Linked DNA regions of Mus musculus: region 2 is linked to region 1. Evidence: chromatin contacts called from public promoter capture Hi-C data. All regions are on one chromosome and are shown on one strand. Each heading gives the region's core, a stretch centred on a gene start, on an enhancer-like site or on the middle of the called end of the contact. The rest is flanking DNA. Distances are from core to core; before and after follow the strand shown.

Region 1 (5,053 bases), core at 865-3,364:
CCTACATGATGTGTAATGAAGTTAACAATGTTCACATTCTATTCACCAACTCTGAGCTGTACACTCACGATGCCAAATCCTTCCCCACGGACGCTTCTCCGAGACATGAACATGCAGAGGATCTGAAGAAAGCTTTTCAAGAAATATGCCACACACATACACAGTGTTTGGTTGTGCAGCCATCAGAGGTGAAACCGCCAGAAGTCAAACCTCTCCTGGGCATGGTAGCTAGCTGGTCCTCACACTTCTTGAGTAGACACTGTAGAACTAGCAAGGGAATAGTAGTCACGTTGGGGTCACCCAGGCAGACAGTCTTTCTTTGACTCATCTGTGGGCCAGGGCATTTCTGATCCCCCCCCCCAGCTCCCTTCCCTGGGGTGCTGGGTCTAGATGAGGCTCAGTGAAGGGGACTGTTTGCTCCTGTTCCCTGTTGACTTTAGCCAGTAGCTATGTTTACAAACCCAGGTTGGTTTTCCCAGCACAGTTAATTAGACCAAAGACATCTGGTGTGAGGGCTGGGGAGGGCATCTGCTCAGACAGCCCCCTCCCCAACCTCCCAGCAGCTATGGGCCAGAGCTGGGCGGGGCAGCTTAAACAGGAACAGACCTATAGCGCACACTCCATCAAACCCACCCAAATCTCTCAGGGGGAATCATGGCCTCCTTCAACCTGCCTTTCCCATGACGAATAACTCAGCATGGTCCCCACTTTCTGAGTTTTAGGGGACCAAGAAGTCAGTCAGAGCCAGAAGGCCTACCTCAGTGCGATCACAGGCTGAACTTCCAAAAGAGCTAGCCGCAAGTTTTATTCCCTGTCACAGAGTTCCTCCCTGCGTTGGATAGGAACAGGAGACCTCTTGAGGGAAAACCCCTCCTTCCTAGAAAGCCCCTCAGAAAGGCGGCTCTGGATTCTTTCTCCAGCCCCTAAATTTTACCCCATATGCCGTCGCTCCAGCCGAATCCACGGCACTGCAGGAAGAGAGATAACTTTTTCCTGCCCAGAGCAAAGCAGGAGGGAGCCTGAGGAAGTGAGACGACCTCGGTGGACAGTTTCAGTGCCCTAGGGAAGTGGAGAGCCACGAGGGGGAGGGGCGGCAGCTTATCTCGCAGGAGGGGGGAGCTCACTCCAAACAGCTAATGCACTGGCGTGTGAAAGCCCCTCAATTAGCACTAATGATGCAATCAGGGAGGGAGGAGGAGGGACCAGAAGTTCTGATGGAGTCAGCACTAACACACAGGGCACACACTCACTCCCATCCTAGAGACACAGTAGCCCCTCGGGACATGCGGATGCACACATTCCACAGACAGATGTGCGTGGACACTAATGCACTCGCTGTATACGGTTCCGACCCCCTACTGGCGGGTCAAAGATCGAGGTTCTCGGGGATGGGGATGGAGCTGTGTTGTCGAGATGTGGGGATTCGGGAACCAGGAAAATCAGAAAGTCCTGGTAGAAGACAGTTGAAAAAAAAAAAGAATTCTTCCGAAACCTCCTGATTAACTCTGAGACCACAGTCCCCACCCCTCGCGCTCTCGCAGGTGCGGGGCAGCCTCCCCAGTGCGCCGCCCTTCATCACACCCTGAACCCGGGCTGTCCCAGAGCAGCCTCACCCGCAGAAGGAGGAACCCCTGCGCACTGCACTGCAGCCCCGACTCCCCACCTCCCCCAGGAGGCAGCGTGTACCCCTGAGATCCCCGCACCCGGGCCTTGGCGGCTTGCCCCTTGGAGCCCGTTACCCGCCGGCCTCGCCCCTCCAACTCCCCGCACCAGGTCGGCCAGCTCCGCTTTCGGCCTCCGGGTCCCGTTATCCAGCCTGGCCTCGGGCTTGGAAGCCCTGCGCGCGGCCGCCCCCTCCCCCTCCCCCGCTCCCCAACCCGAGCTCGGGGGGCCGCGCGCCGGGCAGGGCCGGAGCCGCCTCCGCGCCGCTTCCCAGGCCCGGCTGGCCGCGGGAGGAGGTCCCGCTGTCAGTCAGCGGGGAAGGCCGGCCCGGGCGGCCAGAGGGGGCGGCGCCGAGGACTGGCTCGGCCGGGCGCGGGGAGGCGCTGGCGGAGGGGCGGGCGCGGGGGTGGCTCCGGGCCTTATAAGCGGCGGGGGCAGGGCGGGAGGGAGGCAAGTGTCAGGCCGATGTGCCGCCCGCCGGGGGCCGGGGTCGGGGCTGCCCGGGCCATGCGCGCGGGCTGGGCAGGGGGCCGGCGCGGCGCGAAGCCGAGTCGCCTCGGAGCCTGAGCCGCCCGGGGCCGGGGCCGGGGCCGGGGCCGGGGAGCGGCGCGCGGCCGGCCGGGGGGAGGGGAGCGATGCGGCGCCGGCGGGCGGCCGTGGCCGCTGGTTTCTGCGCCTCCTTCCTGCTGGGCTCCGTCCTCAACGTGCTCTTCGCACCGGGCTCGGAGCCTCCGCGGCCAGGCCAGTCCCCGGGGTCCTCGGCAGCCCCGGGCCCGGGCCGTCGCGGGGGCCGTGGGGAGCTGGCCCGGCAGATCCGGGAGCGCTACGAGGAGGTGCAGCGCTATTCCCGCGGGGGGCCGGGGCCGGGAGCGGGCCGGCCAGAGCGGCGGCGCCTGATGGACCTGGCTCCGGGCGGGCCGGGCCTGCAGCGTCCCCGGCCCCCGCGGGTCCGGTCCCCGCCCGACGGCGCTCCGGGCTGGCCCCCTGCTCCCGGCCCGGGCTCCCCCGGCCCGGGCCCGCGCCTAGGCTGCGCCGCGCTCCGCAACGTGTCTGGCGCGCAGTACGTGGGCTCAGGCTACACTAAGGCTGTGTACCGGGTCCGCCTGCCCGGCGGCGCCGCGGTGGCGCTTAAAGCAGTGGACTTCAGCGGCCACGATCTGGGCAGCTGCGTGCGCGAGTTCGGGGCGCGAAGGGGCTGCTATCGCCTGGCGGCCCACAAGCTGCTCAAAGAGATGGTGCTGCTGGAGCGGCTGCGGCACCCCAACGTGCTGCAGGTACGACAGTGGGGTTCCGGGATGAGGGGGCTGGCTGGCCACTCTGAAAGACTCCTTGGTCTTACGGAGTAAATAAGTCTCAGGGCGTCCAAGACTGCCCAGTTGCAGCTAGGTGCAGAACCCAGATTAGGGAACCACACTCAGCACCACCCTGCCGGGGTCTCTCACCCTTTGGGTAGAACCCTGTACCAGCTTAAACGCATCCCGTAAAGACAGAGGCAAGGACCAGAAGGGTCCCAAGCTGGTGATAAGGCAGTGATTAGGAGTTGTGACCACAGAGGACCCTGCTGCTGGCTAAAGCTGGTGGAGTATTATCTCCAGTCATAGTGACCTCAGGTCCAACTCCAACATCCAGCTTCAGTCAGCTCCCAGATGCAGAAATAGGATCCCCCATATTGGTAGAGCCTGAACCATACTTTTTTCAAAGTCCAGCGACACGTCTGGCTTTGGAGGTGATGTTAAGCCTCAGTGGGTATGGGAGGGGCCCAAAAGGAGACCATGGATCTGACTTGATCTTCAGGGAGACCCTCATTTCTCACTGGGCTCACAGGCCATTGAAAGGGATAAAAGAGGCCAGAAAATACACAGCCTTTCCCAGAAGTGACCACAGGCTTCCCTGGGACTTCAAGTGGGTCCAGCTGAACCACAGGGGAAGCCTCAGGATTGTAGGCCAGAAGACTCCAGGTCTGCTAGTATGAATACCACACTCTTGCAAGTGTGCTTAGCCAAGAGGCTAGACGGTTCAAAAAGCTAGATGCATACTTTCCTAGCGAGAAACTCTGTCCTTGTTCATTGGGGGCACAGGCAAGAAGGATGCACCCCCACATCTCGTCCATCCAAGGTTGCATTTAGAACAGACCTTCACAATGCCACCGCCATCCAAACATAAACCCACTTCCCCTCTCTGAGTTCTCTGCCTTGGATAAGACTACTTACTCTCTATGCATATGTGTGAGGTGACTGAAAGGGGACCCCTGACTGCTCTTGGCTGGGTAACATAAGTGTGTGCAACCCCCCCCCCAGCTGTCCATACCACCCACCCACCCTCAGAGTCACTTTTCTATACCCAAAGAGCTGGCCAGAGGCACAGCAGTCCATCTTTTCTTCCCTCAGCACTGAGAAGGGGGCCCCAGGCCTCGAGGGATCTGTGGACCACAGAATAAAGAGGCCACAATACTACTTGTACTCCTAGTGGCTCCAAGTCTCCCTAGAACTAATGCCCCCAGTCCTGGCCATACTCTTGTGACAAGTTCTGTCAAGGTCCCAGGCCCTGCATTTGGTCCCAAACACCCATTGTGTGTGTTTATGTCTGGCTGCATGGCTAACACTGTGACTGGAGCTTAAGGGAGTGAGCGGCTGGTTACGTGGCCATTCTAACTGGGAGGATCTTGGTTGTTTTTTTTTTCCCTCTTCTGGGTTCTTGGGAATTTTCTGGAAACCCTGAGGTGCCAGCCAGATTCTGAGGAGGATGGAGAGGCCTTGACCAAGTGACTTAGCGGGGCATTTGGTGTTTGTTAACTGTTCAAGGCCATTTCTCAGGACAGGTTTGTCATTCAGTTGGGCCTTCCTAGCCATAGGGATTCCTCCCTTGATGGCCTCACCATGCATTTCCACCATGCATTTCCACCGACTACACCTACAACCAGATCCACAGAGTGGTCCTTGTCTGTAACGTTGCCCCCACCCCCCACCCCTAGTAATGAGGGCACCAGAGAAAGACAAGACATTACAAGGGAACATGTCTCGCCCATGCCTTCTCCAGCATGGCATCTCTCAGGATTGTTTGTGAGACTTCCAGTCTGAGGAGCGAACACCCCTAGGACAGAAGGATTTCGAGTCCTAGAGAAAGTGGAAGTCCCTAGGGGACTTGGGGACAGCTTTGGGGATGAGATCCTCTCATTCGTTCTCTGACCACCACGCCATGTCCCTTCTGACTTCTTCAGTTAGGCTGCCTCTGTGGCCAGCACAGCCTGCCGTGGGTCTTCAAAAGACTCAGAAGGCTCAAAAGGCCTTAGAACGGTGTGTGCCGGGAACTAGACACCACGTTGTTTTAATAGCTCCTAATCATTTAAAAGTTCAAAACCGTTTGACTGTTTGCTGACCTAGGGAGGAGCCAG
Region 2 (5,053 bases), core at 971-3,470, 490 kb after region 1:
CTGTGCATGTATGAAGTCCATGATGTACATGTGGGGCTCTGTGGACAACTTTTGGGAATTAATTTTCTCTTTCCAATGTATTTGTTCCAGGGGTCGAACTTGTCAGCAAGCATGTTTACCTGCTGAGCCATCTCCTATGCACCTCCAGCCCTACTCTTGTTCATATTTATTACTTAAAAATAATGAGAAAGCCTTCTAAAACTTATGATCCATTTCTTTGAATTTTCAGGCGGCATTCTTAGTAGAAGACAGACTTTGCGGTTCATGCTGTTTGGGCCAGAGGGATTAGTTCTGATGCCGGAATACTATTCCAGGTGAACTATCAGCTGATGTGTGTCAGTTTAGAAATGGAGAGTGGTTTCAGATAAGTCACATTATATTTTCGGTAGGATCCCCAGTAAAAGAGTTATGATAAATGATAAATAACAGCTATACTGTCAGCATACCAGAGCTCTTTTGTTTTCTTCCCTGGGCCAGAAGGGCTGAGGACTCACAGTTTGCAAGCTACCAGCGAATCTGAGGCTTTCCAGAGTACAAAAGAATCGACAGACACCTGCTATTCTCAATATTGGATGCTAGAGGAGCTTCAACCAAAATGCAGTCTTCTTTTCCCGGGACAACTCCTACTTTGGCACAGCCCTTTAAATCAGCATCACCAGGCACTCCAACCCACAATACTAGGCCAATGTTTATTGTGCAACAAGGCCTGGGTGTAGTTTGGAATGCCTTGGCTTTCCTAAAAGAAGTTATGTGTTCATTGGGGAGAGTCAGTCAGGAAGATCTCGCTCTGTATCCCAAGCTGGCCACAAACTGGAGCGCCTCCAGCCTTTGCCTATGGAATACTAGGGTTACAGGTGTTTAGTACTATGAGGACCATCTATATTCAAAACCTCATAGAGGGTGTGAGGAACGTGAAAAGGGATCTATAGCTACTCAGCATGGGAAAACTAGCCACTTAAGAGCTTTCTGATGGGACAAGTGATCCTACACCTGTAATATAACCCAGCACTCAGGAGGCTGAGGCAGGAGGCTACAAGAGCCAGCCTGAACTGAGACCCGTATTAAAACAAGTAATGTTGGTGAGGTAGCTCAGTATAGCCAGGCCTGACTATCTGAGTTCAATCTCTACTCCTATGATAGACCTATACATATATATCTCATAGCATTCATGCCCTCACATGATAGATAGATAAATAGATGCATGGATGGATAGATAAGTAAATAAGTGTATTAAGAATTTAAAAACAAACCAACAAACATGAAAAGTTAGTTCTATAGTTAAATGACTAGCCTGTGCAAAGACCTGGCTTCAATCCCCATTAATGCAAAAAAAAAAAAAAACCAAAAAACCAAAAACGGGGATTGGGGCGAGGACGTGCTTTTTGACATAAAACTAGTTAGCTGACCAGCAACCCCAAGCTGTTAGACACGACCTCCTCCTTTTGATGGGGGGAAAACTGCGGATTGTGGAAACCCTGTTCTTCTACCGGCAAAGGAAGCCCTCTTGTGCTGAAGGCCTCCCCTGGTCAAAGCACACGCTGTACACAAAGCCTGTTTAGAGGCAGGGCTAGAGGATGTGTGTGTGTGTGTGTGTGTGTGGGGGGGGGGGTCGGTTTTGTTCAGCCCAGTTTTGGCACAGCCACGACTGACCTGCCAGTGTGGTCGGGGTGAGAAAGTCAGCTTCCAGTTCTTTTCATAGCTGGGTCTCAGACTTGAGCAAGCTGCAAGTACGTAGGGTCTTCTTGGCCCCAGGGCCTGTAGGCTCTAAAGCCACCAAACGTCCTCTCACCACGAGGGAGGGACGCAAACAAGCATCTGTCGCTTGCATTGGCTGCATCGGAGAGTTGTACCCAGAAGGGCGTTCGTGTGCTTGAGGTCACACATAGAGGGGTGTCCCTGGGGAACAGAAGCAGGAAAGGAGAACCTGTCCCAAGGTGGACAGGTGACGCGGGCGAGAGAGACGCTCGGAGTGGCTGAACCTCTGTCCCCACCCTGGTTCTTCCACAGCCCCTGACCCTGGTGTGCTACCCCGAGGCTAGTGCGGGTGGCCCCTGGGGTCTTCGGCCCCCCGCAGCCCGCCGCCCCGTTCCCGCCGTGCTCCGGCCTCCCGGGCCCGCTCGGCGTCGCTCTGCCGGCGCTGGGGGCGGGCACAGCCCCCTCCCTCGGTGTCCCCTCCCCGTCCCTCCCCCTCCCCCGTGGCGAGGCGGCGGCGGCGGCGGCAGCGGCGGCGGTCGAGGCTGAGGCGGCGGCGGCGGGCGGGGCTCGGCTCGGGCTCCGCGGGCGGGCGGGCGGACATGGCGGCCAACATGTACCGGGTCGGAGGTAGGAAGGCTCGGCCCTTCCCGGCCCGTCGGGGAGCGGGCGGTGGGAGCGGGGGTCCGGGCAGCGCACGCTTACTGCCAGCAGCCCGGGAGCCCGGGGCTGAGGGCGCCGCGGGCGGGGCGCAGGGGGATCCCCACCCCCACTCCCCTCCCCCACCGCTCCTGCCCGGCGTCTCGGGGCCAGGCCTCTTCTGGGGACACGCATCGGACACCCCCTTTACGAACGCCCCAAAGGGACAGAGCCCCTGCAAGCCCCCTAGCTGAGTGGTCTTTCCCTCGCGTGGCTTTTGGGCACGAGGGAGGGGGGCTTGAGCACCCCTCACCCCAAACCCCGGCTTCTGCCTCGGTGTTAGCGTGGGCTGGGGACGATGGTGGCCCAGGTGGGGGGCAGAGCTCGACAGGCCTGTTTGCAGAGCCCGGGCCCTGCACCGTCGCTGCTTCACCCCCCATTCCCTTCGGTTTCCCGTTCAGTCCCCCTGAGAGTGGGGCTGTGTGTGGGGCCAGGGAGCCGCAGCCCCAGGTAGGGAGTAGAGCTCAGCCTGGACGTTGGCTCTGCTGTCTGTCTTTCCAGCCTTCTGCAGAAGAGAGAGAAATAAGGTCAAACAAACTTTCCCTGCTCACGACGCCCTCCCTCCCTCCTTCCTGGTAAAATAATAATTCAGATAAGTGGCGTGTTTGTGAGTGAGACTTGCTCTTCCGTCTTTGCTCATTAGCCGAGCTCCTGATGGATGATGGTGGGGGAATGGCCTGGCTAAATGAGGCCACTTAGCAGCAGAGGGCTGGGAGAGAGCCGCCTAGGTAGACCGTGACTGTGCAGTCTAGTCTCTCAGGTAAACACATAGTGGGAAGTTTCCAGCCACTCTGTAGAGGAAAAATCCTGTACCTTTGGTTGAAAACTTGCCATGGTTTCTTTATAAGAAGGGTCTAAATGGAGTTGAATCAAATATAAAAAAAGGGGGGAAAAAAAACAACCCAACACCCAGCCCCTATTCCTCACCATCCCAGGTAGAGCAAGGAAAAGTTTGATACCTGCTTGCCCTTACACATTCTGCCTGCCGATTTTTTTTTTTAAGTTGATGTTTGAAATGAATTTGGGCTGTTAAGCCTTTCTTTTTCTCCTGATTTGTCTCAGGTCAACACTTTTATGTAAGAATCGTTGTTGAGGGCTGGTTGGATTGGAGGGATGAGGCGCTAGTGGGAGGCTGCGTTGATGAGCTCTGATACATAGTGATGAAGGGGTTTGCCTATCATGTTGTGGTGGGGTTGTTTGGTTGTTTGAGGCAAGGTGTCTACTTAGGCCTAGATGCCCTAGGATTCAGTCCTAGACCAGGCTGGCCTCACAGAGATCTGCTTGCCTCTGCTCCATAGGTGCTGGGATTTAAGACCTGTGCTTTTTGTTGTTGTTTGAGGCAAAGTCTTGCTATGTAGCACGAGGCTGGCCTCTGCTTTGTGATTCTCCTGCCTTTGTGTCCCACTCCCCCCAATTACAGCAAGCCATGCTTTTTTTTGTTTTTTTTTTTAAATTAAATAATTAATTCAAGGGTGACCACTGTGGCACATGCCAGTAAATTCAGCCTGTAAGTGTTGGGCCAGGAGGCTTAGGAGTTGAAGGCCAGTCTCAATTACTTCACCAGTTCTTGCCAGCCCGGACTGCTATTTTCAAAAAGAAAATGAAATGTAAGCAGGATGTGGTACGTGGTACATACCACTAATCTCCACTTGAGTGTGTGAGGCTGGGGGATGTTGAGTTAGTTCTAGATGAGCTTGGGCTACTTCGTCAGGGGTGGGAATTCTAGGACGGTGATAAACTTGGAACCGCTTACAGAGGCTGCCTTACAGTGGCTTGCCTACTTCCTAACGCATAGGGAATTGTAGCCCAAGAGATGGTGGCTCACCTTTAATCCCAGCTCTCCAGTCCTGGGCAGAGGCAGGCAGGTCTCTGCTGTGAGTTTGAGGCCAGTCTGGTGAACAAGGCAAGCTCTCTGAGACATGCCGAGCTATCTCATGTGACCCTGTCTAAAACAAAACGGAAAATAAACAAAAACAAGAAAAGGGCTCTGAGCTGTCAAATGTGAGCTCTTGGTTGAAAAGACCTGTGCGTTTTTTGTTTGCAGACTACGTTTATTTTGAGAATTCCTCCAGCAACCCGTACCTCATCAGACGGATAGAGGAGCTCAACAAGGTGAGTGAGCAGTGTGGCATCACCTGGCCAACACCGAAGCGCTTCCCCTTTAAGGGTTACTGGGTAAAGGGCCCGAGAGGTGATTTTTACTTTCAGTTCCAGGCTAATTACAGAGTTCTGCAGGCATCTGAATATTTGTTGGCTTCTTATAAAGATTTTTGACCCATGTTACGTTTGTTTCTTCAGATTGCTTTGAACCTTGAAGATCAGGCCAGTTGTGTGTAACTTGACTTCTGTTCATATTTAAGACTGTAGGCATGTTTCATATTTAAACATTAGGCATGTTTGTTTGAGCTAGGCTTACAATGACTTCCAAAAAAATCTCAATCCTCCTGCCTCAGTTTCCCAAGCGCTGTTTCACATCTGCTAGTGAATGAGTATATTCCTCCTCGAGCTTTAGAAGGAAGAATCTAATTTGGGCGTGGTGGTTCATGCCTAGAGTCAGGGGCATGGCAGCCCAGTGTCAGCCAGTCTCAGCCTCCACCCCTCCCCACAACACACAAAATTGTAAAATGAGTCGGCGGCGTGACAGGCACCTGATACCTAGTTT

The links. Capture Hi-C pulls out chosen DNA fragments and counts their contacts.
Region 2: a promoter capture Hi-C map of pancreatic islet shows a contact between it and region 1. The contact joins the promoter of Mta3 here to the promoter of Pkdcc in region 1. A contact is called at or near these places in 9 of 39 promoter capture datasets (the C10 cell line, cranial neural crest, embryonic stem cells and 4 more), 1 of 115 datasets of contacts at active chromatin or transcription factors (pancreatic cancer cells) and 1 of 9 other capture datasets (pancreatic islet).

What each region holds. Positions count from the first base shown.
Region 1 is chr17:83,213,169-83,218,221 of GRCm38.p6, forward strand. It overlaps Pkdcc (protein kinase domain containing, cytoplasmic), which reads left to right and starts at 2,115. Exons shown (of 7, transcript NM_134117.2): 1 at 2,115-2,936. The coding sequence starts at 2,298. Gm34686 (a long non-coding RNA gene) reads right to left here and starts at 1,966. Exons shown (of 3, transcript XR_001782234.2): 1 at 1-1,966.
Region 2 is chr17:83,703,964-83,709,016 of GRCm38.p6, forward strand. Mta3 (metastasis associated 3) reads left to right here and starts at 2,221. Exons shown (of 17, transcript NM_001379391.1): 1 at 2,221-2,322; 2 at 4,436-4,503. The coding sequence starts at 2,295.